Linked DNA regions of Sus scrofa: region 2 is linked to region 1. The links are chromatin contacts, called in public HiChIP or PLAC-seq maps. All regions are on one chromosome and are shown on one strand. The core of a region is the stretch at or near the end of the contact, and the rest is flanking DNA. Distances in the headings are between cores, read along the strand shown.

The links. HiChIP or PLAC-seq counts read pairs in DNA pulled down with a chosen protein or histone mark.
Region 2: a contact with region 1 is called in an H3K27ac HiChIP or PLAC-seq map of alveolar macrophages. The contact joins two enhancer-like sites. A contact is called at or near these places in 2 of 5 promoter capture datasets (fetal liver and fetal skeletal muscle), 2 of 47 Hi-C or Micro-C datasets (mesenteric adipose tissue and omental adipose tissue) and 1 of 2 datasets of contacts at active chromatin or transcription factors (alveolar macrophages).

Annotation. Positions count from the first base shown.
Region 1 is chr7:60,895,455-60,900,757 of Sscrofa11.1, reverse strand. It overlaps HEXA (hexosaminidase subunit alpha), which reads right to left. Exons shown (of 14, transcript NM_001123221.1): 2 at 537-629. It overlaps LOC102166620 (a long non-coding RNA gene), which reads left to right. Exons shown (of 5, transcript XR_001297909.2): 3 at 1,197-1,305. Among named protein-coding and RNA genes, the nearest start is that of HEXA, 20 kb to the right of the region's middle. Within about 2 kb of position 3,172, at least 10 of the 83 cell types and tissues checked have an H3K27ac peak or open chromatin away from gene starts, as enhancers often do. A contact at or near this core is called in alveolar macrophages, where this site is marked.
Region 2 is chr7:61,042,777-61,048,079 of Sscrofa11.1, reverse strand. The region is part of intron 1 of GRAMD2A (GRAM domain-containing protein 2); the gene reads right to left. Among named protein-coding and RNA genes, the nearest start is that of GRAMD2A, 13 kb to the right of the region's middle. Within about 2 kb of position 3,054, at least 16 of the 83 cell types and tissues checked have an H3K27ac peak or open chromatin away from gene starts, as enhancers often do. A contact at or near this core is called in alveolar macrophages, where this site is marked.

The DNA.
Region 1 (5,303 bases), core at 1,923-4,422:
AGTCCAGGTTACAGAGTTCTCAAAGCCTTTGAAGTCACCCTCCTTTCCCTCAAGCTTCAGCTACTCCAAGAAGAATAGGAGGAAGAAGCTGAAACTTGAATGTTCACTTTGTAGACTGATAAGTCCCCAGATGCCCTATTCAGGGAAGATGGAGGCAGCCACAGGACTAAGGACTTGGATTCATCTCAGTTCAGATGTCCAAAACCACTTCTCTCTCCAGTGTGGGGTCTAGTAGAGAAAATCAGCAAAGTATACAAAGTTTCTAAAATGCTAATGGGGCTATATTTAGTCCAGATGGCGGGGGTCCCGTGGGACTCAGTGAAGAACCAGTGTGATGCTCACAGTCAGCATTCAAACACTGGCTAGGGTGTAAGGGAAAAACTTACCTTCAATGGCTCTGGGTGCTTGGTGACCCCTGGTCCCCACATCCATGGAGAGCTCTAGGCCTAGCACCTGCAACTCAGGCCAGGCCATCTAGAGTTACAACTTCAGATGAGTGCTTGCTCTTCTAGAATAGGGAACAAGATAGTACTCACAATTCTCCACCGACTCCAAAGAAGGAAGCTGGTCACATCCAGGAGTAACTACGAGGACAACCAAGGAATTCTTCTCTGATATATGCCATTTTTCTGCAAGGACAGAGTAAACTCAGTGTGGCTGACCTGCCACCAGAAGCAACAGGCAAAACAAAGGCCCTACAGGAGGGGCCCTAGCTCTAGGCCCTTCGGCTTTTGTGCCTGTGGTAGAGGGAAAGGGGGATGGGACACCTGCCCTGGGCATGGGCACTGCCTCATCATCTGTTCAGCTTGCTCATTTTGGTTGTGCTCCTTTCTCCCCAATAACCCACCCTGACCCATGTATGACCCATGTTTGAGCCCCAGCTCTCTGGAGCTGGGGCTCTCTGTTTCTGGCTTGTATGGGTCAAGCACATGATTCTGAGACCTCAACAACTGCTTCTAGAATACAGGCGGTTCTAGAGCACTGCTAGTCAGAGTGTGGCCTGCAGATTAGCTGCTGGTTTGTAAAACTGTATTACTGGTTGGTCACCAGGTCAGAAGTTTATATGACTTCAGAATGTAAATCAGTTATGTCAAAGCAAACACACTGTTTAGCTCTGGTAATTTTTATAAAAAGGTTTTTCTTGATGAAGGGTACAGTTTTACATTCTGGTATGTATGCTTCTCATGTCATTGCAGACTTGCACTTGAGGCAGCACTGCCCTGGGGGCTCCAGATGAAGCAGATGATAGGAAGATTGTTCCATGCCGAGGAGGCCTAAGATGATCTAACTGGCGCTCCGCCAAAGGTACATGGTCACCAGCCCATCCTGCTTCCTTCCTTCGTCTTCCCTAACAAGTTCTCTGTCTGAGGCAGACTTCTGGCCAGCAGTGGAAAGCCACTCAGTAGGAGCTAACACACTATCCAATATAGTTCAAGATCCTAGTCAGTAGGGAAAAAAAAAAAAAGCCAAAACCAAAACACTAATGTACTGTCTCTTTCCACCCTCCTACCAGTTCTTCTCCATGACCTTCAAGGCGGTTCTGATTGTACCACCCCAAGCCTGAACCTCAAGGAACTCCCTTTCTCTCTTCTTTTTCTGGAGCCACATGCATCCCCACTGGTACCACAACCTCCATAATGCCCTATGGAACCACAAAGCCAGGGAGAAGATGGTCTGGCAGAAAGCAGGGAGTGAGGATTCAGAACGAAATTGGGGTCCCAAACGTTATCTACCTCTAGGCAGAAGGCACCCAGAAGCCTTGAACCATCTCAAGGAAGCCTGCTCACACCCGATCCCTACACCATATGGCTGCACCTCGGCTCAGGCCTGCTGAGAGGCAAGCCAATGAGGGGCCTTTCCTACCATCATGAGCAAACATACTCTTTCCCCTCCCTGTACATACTCTGTTGCCCCACATTAATAGCTGTCTAAACCCTGCCGGGAAAAGAGAAATTGAAGCTACTCTGGGCCAGGCCAACTCACAACTCCATTGTAAACCCTGAAAACTCCACCCTGAGACACAGGACAATCAGGCTTTCAGGGCAGAGGGCACGCTCAGAGAAGAATGTGCAGGACCATCCCAAGCTCCCAAGCAGACAGACCCAAGACCAGGGAAAACCTCACTGAGAGGCAGGGGTGAAGAAAACTATAGAAGAATATCCCTCCTCGACTGGAATCCTCGTCCCTTGTCTCCTTGTCCCCACCCTGACCCCACACATCCCAGAACCCCAAAATCAATGTGTGGGGGGCACATATACATATCTACGAGGTGGCATCCAACAGAGGGCAAAAGTCCTGAGCTTTAGTCTTAGGCTACTGGACCTCGGTCGACCAAACTGAGGAGAAATCACAACTGTCCATATAGCAACTGCCACCCATGGTCACTGTGCTGATGACAAGAGAGGCTGTGCAAACACCAGGTTATCTGAACTATTACTTGGAAGACAAGAAAAAATCTAATTGTTGTTGTTCTTGATATTATACATTTGTTTCTCTAAAACGCATCTGGGGAGTTCCCGTCATGGTGCAGCGGAAACGAATCCGACTAGGAACCATGGGGTTGCCAATTCGATCCCTGGCCTCATTCAGTGGGTTAAGGATCCAGCGTTGCTGTGACCTGTGGTGTAGGTCACAGACGCAGCTTGGATCCCACATTGCTGGGCCTGTCCTGCAGGCCGGCCTAGGAACCTGCATATGCCACGAGGAAGGCCCTAAAAACAAAAACAAACAAACAAACAAACAAAAGCATCTGCACTCCATTCTCTAAATCCAGGGTCTTTTAGAGGGGGAAGAATCCTTTGAAGATCTGACAAAGATGAAAGGACTTTTTCTCTAGAATAATGCCCCCTAATTTAAGAGCTCATCCCTCCACCCCCAGCCACCAATCTCATGGTGAAGAATCCCCATCCTAAATGCTTTCAGTGACTCCTATGGGGTTGAGGCTGATAAAGAGGACACAGAGTCAAGGCTGCTGCTTAAACAAGCTATGAGTGGGAAGGGCCGGGGGAGGTGGTGATGTGAGAGCTGGCAAAACAGGAGGGACACTGGGTCATTTCAAAGGATGTAAATAGAGATGATCATTGTGGTTTTCCGCCTGCAGAGAACAGGAAATAGGCAGGGGACAGGCCAGCCGCCTCTATGCACACCCACACACCCTGCACCGGGAAGAACGAGGCGTGGGCAGCGAGGTCTGGCAAACAGCCTGCTCAGCCGGCAGGAGCACAGGCACACTCACAATAAGCCCCAGTGGGACAGCAGGAATCTGAAGCCTCAAATACTCAGGAAGCAGCATGGGAAATAACACTGAGCTGGGAGATCAGGAAGGGTTGGTTCTGGTTCTGGTTCTGCTGCTGCCAAGCTGAGCAAGTCTCGGGGCTGGCACTTCCCTCCAGGGTAAACAATGGCAGGATGGGACCAGGTTCCAGCTGATCCTCTTTCAGAGCAAAGACCTCATGGTGCCACAGACAGATCACCCCCCAGGTCCCGATCCAGACCACCACTTCCTATCTCCATAGTTCCCGCATCCCCCTGCTTTCATGAAAGCCTGCTCACTTCTTTGGGTTCATTGAAAAATTTGTTTTTTTCAATTTAAGAAGTTAAAAAATTCAGGAGTTCCTGTCATGGCTCAGTGGAAAAGACTCTGACTAGTATCCATGAAAATGCAGGTTTGATCCCTGGCGTCACTCAGTGGGTTAAGGATCTGGCATTGCCGTGAGCTGTGCTATAGGTCGAAGAAGCAGCTCAGACATGGCGTTGCTGTGGGTGTGGCATAGGTCGGCTGCTACGGCTCCGGTTAGACCCCTAGCCTGGGAACCTCCATATGCCGCAGGTGCAGTCCTAAAAAGACCAAAAAAAAAAAAAAAAAAAAAAAAAAACCAAAAAAAACGAATCAAACAGCCTGAACTGTTTACAACAAAAAAATAAGAGTTAGTTAGTTTTCTACCCTTGTGTCCCATCCCTTTTAGCACAATTTAGCCTTATTCATCACAGACGGGTCAGCTCTGGCTATGGAACTCTGAGATCAAGAGGACCCCAGACCCTTTTACTACCAAAATCCTACTGCTGACTTTTGTCTGCTACTATGCTGGTACTATGGTCCTTTCACTTCCGTTCTGTTCTCCACCCTCTCCCATCTTCACTTCCTTCTCTGCTGCCCTAGATGTGGTGACTCATCACCTCAAACACTATCTGGACAATACTCTCAACATCCGGAACTTTTTCTTCTGTATCATGCAGTGGGCAAAACCCTCAACCCCGGATCAATCGAACCTCTGCCTGCTGTGTACTTCGTCCTGGCCTCTCATCTTGGTTTGGCCTTTAATGCCATCCTGAAAAATCTCCTTTTCCACCACTTTTTTGTTCTCTTCTCTGCAACATCTATTTCAGTTAAAGAACTGGGACCTCAGACTTCAAGTCCGTAATTGGATCACCACCTCCTTTACTCTTAGACAATCCGAAGGGAGCTCCCATCCACCTCTACCTCTCCCCTCTCCTCCCTGATGGAATGACTGCAACACAGCCCTGATCTTGACCTTCTCCTCTTCCTACCTCAGTGAAGGAGTTTCCGTTCAAGCATGCTCTGGAAACCTCCTCACGCTCCTCTTGTATAAATTATTTCCCTTTCCCCCCGAATCTTTTGTTTTTCTCATTTATAAAACATTTATTTATTTATTTATTGCATAATGATTTTTATTTTTTTCCATTATAGCTGGTTTACAGTGTTCTCTTTTCTACCGTACAGCATGGTGACCCAGTAACACATACATGTATACATTTTTTTCTCACATTATGATGCTCCATCATAAGTGACCAGACATAGTTTCCAGTGCTATCCCCAAATCTTCAAATTACTTCTTTTTCCTGCTTCTCTCCCATTAGCATTAAAATATTTGCAAGTCTTCTGGTCTCAACTCCATGTTATCTCAAAAAGTCACGCTTTCTTTCTCCTTCTGGTCACAAAGAAGTTCTAGAGGAAGTATAGCTGAGCAGTTTAGTGCTGAATTTCATAGTCAGACCAATCTGGGTTCAAAATCTTGGCTCCAGCTCTTTCCAGCTGTGGGATCCTGAGCAAGTTATTGTCCTTCTGAGCTGCAGGTCCCTCATCTAGTGATCGTGACAGTATCTACACTCTTGGCACTGAGATTAAATGAAGTAATGAACGTAAAGTGCACAGCTCAGTGCCTGGCACACAAGAGGTGCTTTAGTCCTCCTTTTGTCTCCACTTCCTGACGTCCTATCTACTCCTCAGTCTACTATAATCTGGGTTTCCTTCACCATCACTCCTGTGAAAATGCCTTCACCAA
Region 2 (5,303 bases), core at 1,805-4,304, 150 kb before region 1:
TCATGGCTCAGCAGTTAGCAACTTGGATCCATGATGATGTGGGTTCAATTTCGGGCTTTGTGCAGTAGGTTGAGGATCCAGTGTTGCCATGGGCTGTGGTGTGGGTTCCAGACGTGGTGTAGGTCACAGATGCAGCTCAGATCCTGCATTGCTGTGGCTGTGGCATAGGGTGGCAGCTACAGCTCTGATTTGACTCCTAACCTGGGAGCTTCCATGTGCTGTGGATGTGGCCCTTAAGAGAAAAAAAAAAAAAATGGGCAGAAGATCTAAATACACAATTCTCCAAAGAAGACTTACAGATGGCCAAAAAACACATGAAAAGATTCTCAAAATCACTAATTATTAGAGAAATGCAAATCAAAGCTACTGTGAGGTCCTACCTTACACCAGCCAGAATGGCCATCATCAAAAAGTCTATAAGCAATAAATGCTGGAGAAAGCATGGAGAAAAGGGAACCCTCTTACACTGTTGGTGGTGGGAATGTAAATTGGTGCAACTGCTATGGAAAACAGTATGGAGATTCCTCAATAACCTAAAAACAGAATTACCATTACCATTTGATCTAGTAATCCCACTCCTGGGCAACTATCCAGAGAAAACCATGACTCATAAAGACACATGTACTCCAATGTTCATAGCAGCACTATATACAATAGTCAAGACATGGAAGCAACCTAAATGTCCATTGACAGAGGAGTGGATAAAGAAGATGTGGTACATATATACAATGGAATATTACTCAGCCATAAAAAGGAATGAAATAATGTCATTTGCAGCAGCATGGATGGACCTAGAAATTATCATGCTAAGTGAAGTTAGACAGTGAGACACAAATGCCATATGCTATCACTTACATGGGTAATCTAAAAAAAAAAAAAAAAAAAAGGGATACAATGAAGTTATATGCAAAACAGAAACTGACTCATAGACTTTGTGAAACTTATGGTTACCAAAGGACACAGATTGGTGGGGGGAAGGATGGGCTGGGGGTTTAGGATGGAAATGTAAAATTGGGTTGCACAACTATAAATATAATAACATTCATTGAAAAAAAAATGGTGCAATTGCTTTGGAAAGCAGTTTGGTGGTTCCTCAAATTCTTAAACACAGTTAAAATATGACCCAGCATTTCTATCTCTGGGTATGTACCCAAGAGGACTGAAAGTATATGTCCACACAATATCTTTTTTTTCTTTGTTTTCTTTTTTAAGGCCGTACCCGAGGCATATGGAAGTGCCTGGGCTAGGGGTCAAATTGGAGCTGCAGCTGCTGGCCTACACCACAGCCACAGCAACTCCGGATCCAAGCCACATCTGCAACCTATGCCACAGCTTGTGGCAAACACAGATCCTTATCCCACTGAGCAAGGCCAGGGATTGAACCCACATCCTCATGGACACTACATCTGGTTCTTAACCCACTAAGCCACAACAGGAATTCCCTCTCCACAATATCTTGTATACGAATGCTCATAGCATTATGATTATTACTATAATGCCCCCCAAATGGAAACAACCCAAATACCTACCAACTGATGAAATGGACAAACAAAATGTGGACAAAATTTTATAATTCAACCATAAAAGGAATATACTATTGACACATGTTACAACATGAATGAAGCTTAAAGACACTCTAAAGGAAAAGACAGTCACAGAAGACCAAGTATCATATGATTCCACGTGGAAGAAATGTCCAGAATTGGCAAATCCTCAGAGAAGGAGAGTCTTTGCCAGGGGCTGGAGGGAGAGGAGAATGGGAAATGACTAATGTGCACAGGTTTTCTTTCTAGGGTGATGAAATTGTTCTGGAATTAGACAGTGATCATGGCCACACAACTTTGTGAATACCTAAAAGACAACTGAATGGCACACTTTAAAAGGGTGACTTTTATGGTGTGTGCATGGTATCTGGATGATGAGGATGGGAAAGGGGAAAGGGAAGGAGAAGGAGAGTAGTCTGGGGTCTCAAGGACCCTAACATTTACAGGCTGTGTAGAGGAAGAGGAGTCCTCTAAGGAAACTAGGAGAAAGTGGTCCAAGAGGTAGGAAGAAAACTGGGTGTTGTCATGGAAAACAAAGGAGTGCTTCAAAAAGGAGGAATGGGAAAGCAGTGAAGTTCGCTGAGAGGCCAGGTAGGAGGAGGATGAAAGGCAGTTACCAACTTTAGCAACAAGGAGAGGATCTGCAACTTTAGCCAGGACCCTATGGTGCAGTAGTGGGGGAGGGGGGGCGATGTCTGAATTCAGACTTTAAAGTCTGCCCCTCCTTCCTGCCTCCCACGCTGGTGACTGCATCTCAGGGACAGACAGTGAGGACAGGCCTCTGAGCCCAAGAGAAGGTGCTGCTGCGCACAGCTGAAAGCCCAGGCCACCGGCCAGCTCAGCGCCTCATCAACCTCAGATCCTGCCTTCCTCCCAGTGAAGGACCGTGGCAATTCTGGGGGATGGAAAGGAGAAGGGACTGCTCCTCCCTCTCCTGGTCCCCTGAGGGGTGTGTCTGCGGTCGGGAGGGAGGGGTGGTGCCCTTGCCCGTAGCCTCTCCCCTGGACAAGCCTTCCCCTGCCATCCTCACCGGACGCTCCTCCTCAGCCCCTGATACGTCTCTGCCTCAGCCCAGGAACCACAAGTCTATTTTCTGTGCCTGCCTTTGGAAGGGCTGGAAAGCCCAGCGCCACGAGCGCAGAGAAGGCAGCCACACCCAGAATTCCAGCACCACACTTAACGCCCCATGCCAAAGAGTCTGCCCCGCCACCCACGACTGCTTGGTGGGGGCTGGCGGGTGCTTAGGCAGAAGAGCAAACACTTGCACAGACTCTGGGGCTGTTGAAGTGCAACTGTCGCGCCTGTCCCTCCTGCTCCCTGAAAAGGAAGCCCAGGCCCGGATTGAGAACCAAACCCAGTAGCTGACCCGTATTTGGGGCATCCCAGGCATGGTCCAGCTCTGCGAACTGCTGCAGGCTCCAACTACCTCGAAACCCTCAGGCGCGTTCGAGTGAGCGATGAACTACTCCTAAAGAGCTCACTGGGTCCTGGGACCTCTTCCTCCAGGGAAAACCCCAGATTGTCTAATAGTGGAAAACCCCTAGGAATGCCTGTGTATACCACTACAATTCAACATTATTCTGGAAGTTCTAGCCACTGCACAAAGACATGGGGAAAAAATGGTTCATGTATTAAAAAGAGATGATTATTATTTGAAAGATGGTAACATATATACTAGCTAGAGGACATATAATCAACTGGAAAATCGTAAGACAGTGGCATGCATACTCTTCCATTCGGGTACTGGACCAGGCAGCTGTGATGAGAGTACACATATAATACACTCTTGCAAACTTAATTGCTACTCTAGTGGTTACAATATGAACATAAAAATCAACAGTTTATCAGTAGACCTGCAATAAGGTTATAAAATATAACTAGTGAAAAAATTCCATTCATATGGCCACAACTCATATACCTGAGAATAAACTTTTAATATGTAGAAAATCTATGAGAAGAAAACCACAGACATTTTCTGAATGACATAAGATGTGAATAAATGGAGAGAGAAACTCTGTTCTTGAGTGGGAAGATTGAGAGCTTTAAAGAAGCAAATTTATCCCAAATTGCATGCGGAGGCTTTGCCCCACCAAAAGTCTGAACAGATGACAAAGCTAGAGCAATTAAACTTACTACTTCAAGAAACATTAATATGTCAATAAAACAGAAGAGGGAGTCTAGAACATGAGCTAGGGGTATCTGAGATTTTAGTATACAATAAAGAAGCTGTTTCAAATACATACATGAAGGATAGATTGTGCAATAAATGGTATTGGGCAATTGGTTACCTCACATCATTCACAGAAGTAAATTCCAAATAGATTAAATAACCAAATATTTTATAAATCAATTAAGAACTAAAACTAAAATAGAGGAGAACATTATATCAGGAAAAGTATTTCTAAACAAGATATAAAATGCAGAGCACAGGAGTTCCCATCATGGCACAGTGGAAAAAAATCCGACTAGGAACCATGAGGTTCTGGGTTCAATCCCTGGCCTCGCTCAGTGGGTAAAGGATCTGGCGTTGCTGTGGCTGTGGTGTAGGCCTGTAGCTCCAACTGGACCTCTAGCTTGGGAACCTCCATATGCCATGGGTGTGGCCCTAAAAAGCAAAAAAAAAAAAAAAAAATCCAGAGCACAAAAAAAATATTTAATTGCCTAAAAATTAAAATCCTTTGTACACCAAAATTTAAATTAACAAAGGATTGGTGTTTTTAACCTGCAATGAGTTCATCCAAGTCAATAAGGAAAAGATAATCTAGTAGTTAACTGAGTAAGGAATATGAACAGGCAAGTCACAAGAGAAGAAATCTCTCTCTTGCCTGTCTTATTGGTAAACATTAAAAAATTATGGTGCTTATCCCACTCCTGGGCATCTACCCAGAGAAAACCATGACTCAAAAAGACACATGTACTCCAGTGTTCATTGCAGCAGTATTTACAATAGCCAAGACATGGAAACAACCTAAATGTCCATCGACAGAGGAGTGGATCAAGAAGATGTGGTACATATACATGGTGGAATATTACTCATCCATTAAAAGGAAGGAAATAATGGCATTTGCAGCAATGCGGATGGACCTAGAAATTATCATGCTAAGTGAAGTCAGTCAGACCATGAGACACCAACATCAAATGCTATCACTTACATGTAGAATCTAAAAAAAGGACACAATGAACTTCTTTGCAGAACAGATACTGACTCATAGACTTTGAAAAACTTATGGTTTCCAAATGAGACCAGTTGGGGGTGAGGGGATGCACTGAGGAGACTTTGAAAAACTTATGGTTTCCAAATGAGACCAGTTGGGGGTGAGGGGATGCACTGAGGGTTTGGGATGGAAATGGTATAAAATTTGGTTGTGATGATTGTTGTACACCTATAAATGTAATAAAATTCCCTGAGTAATTAAAAAAATTATAGTGCTCAAAATTACCAAGGGCTCAGAAAATAAGCATCCAGACTGAAAACTGAGTTAATCTTTCTGGCATGTATCAAATGCCTTAAGAAATGCAAATTCATTGATCTTAAAACTCCACCTCATGGAATATGGTATAAGGAAATAAATGGACAAGTAGGCAAAAATTTATATTCATGTGGCTAACAATTACTAGGAAAAAAGGTAGAAATACCAAACAATATTTTATCAGTACAATAGATTCCTATGCAATTGACTAAAAGAATATAGCTGCGTGTGTTAATATGGAAAAAAGTTCAAAATGTGTTGTTTATTAAAAAGTAAGTACAAGTTAGTA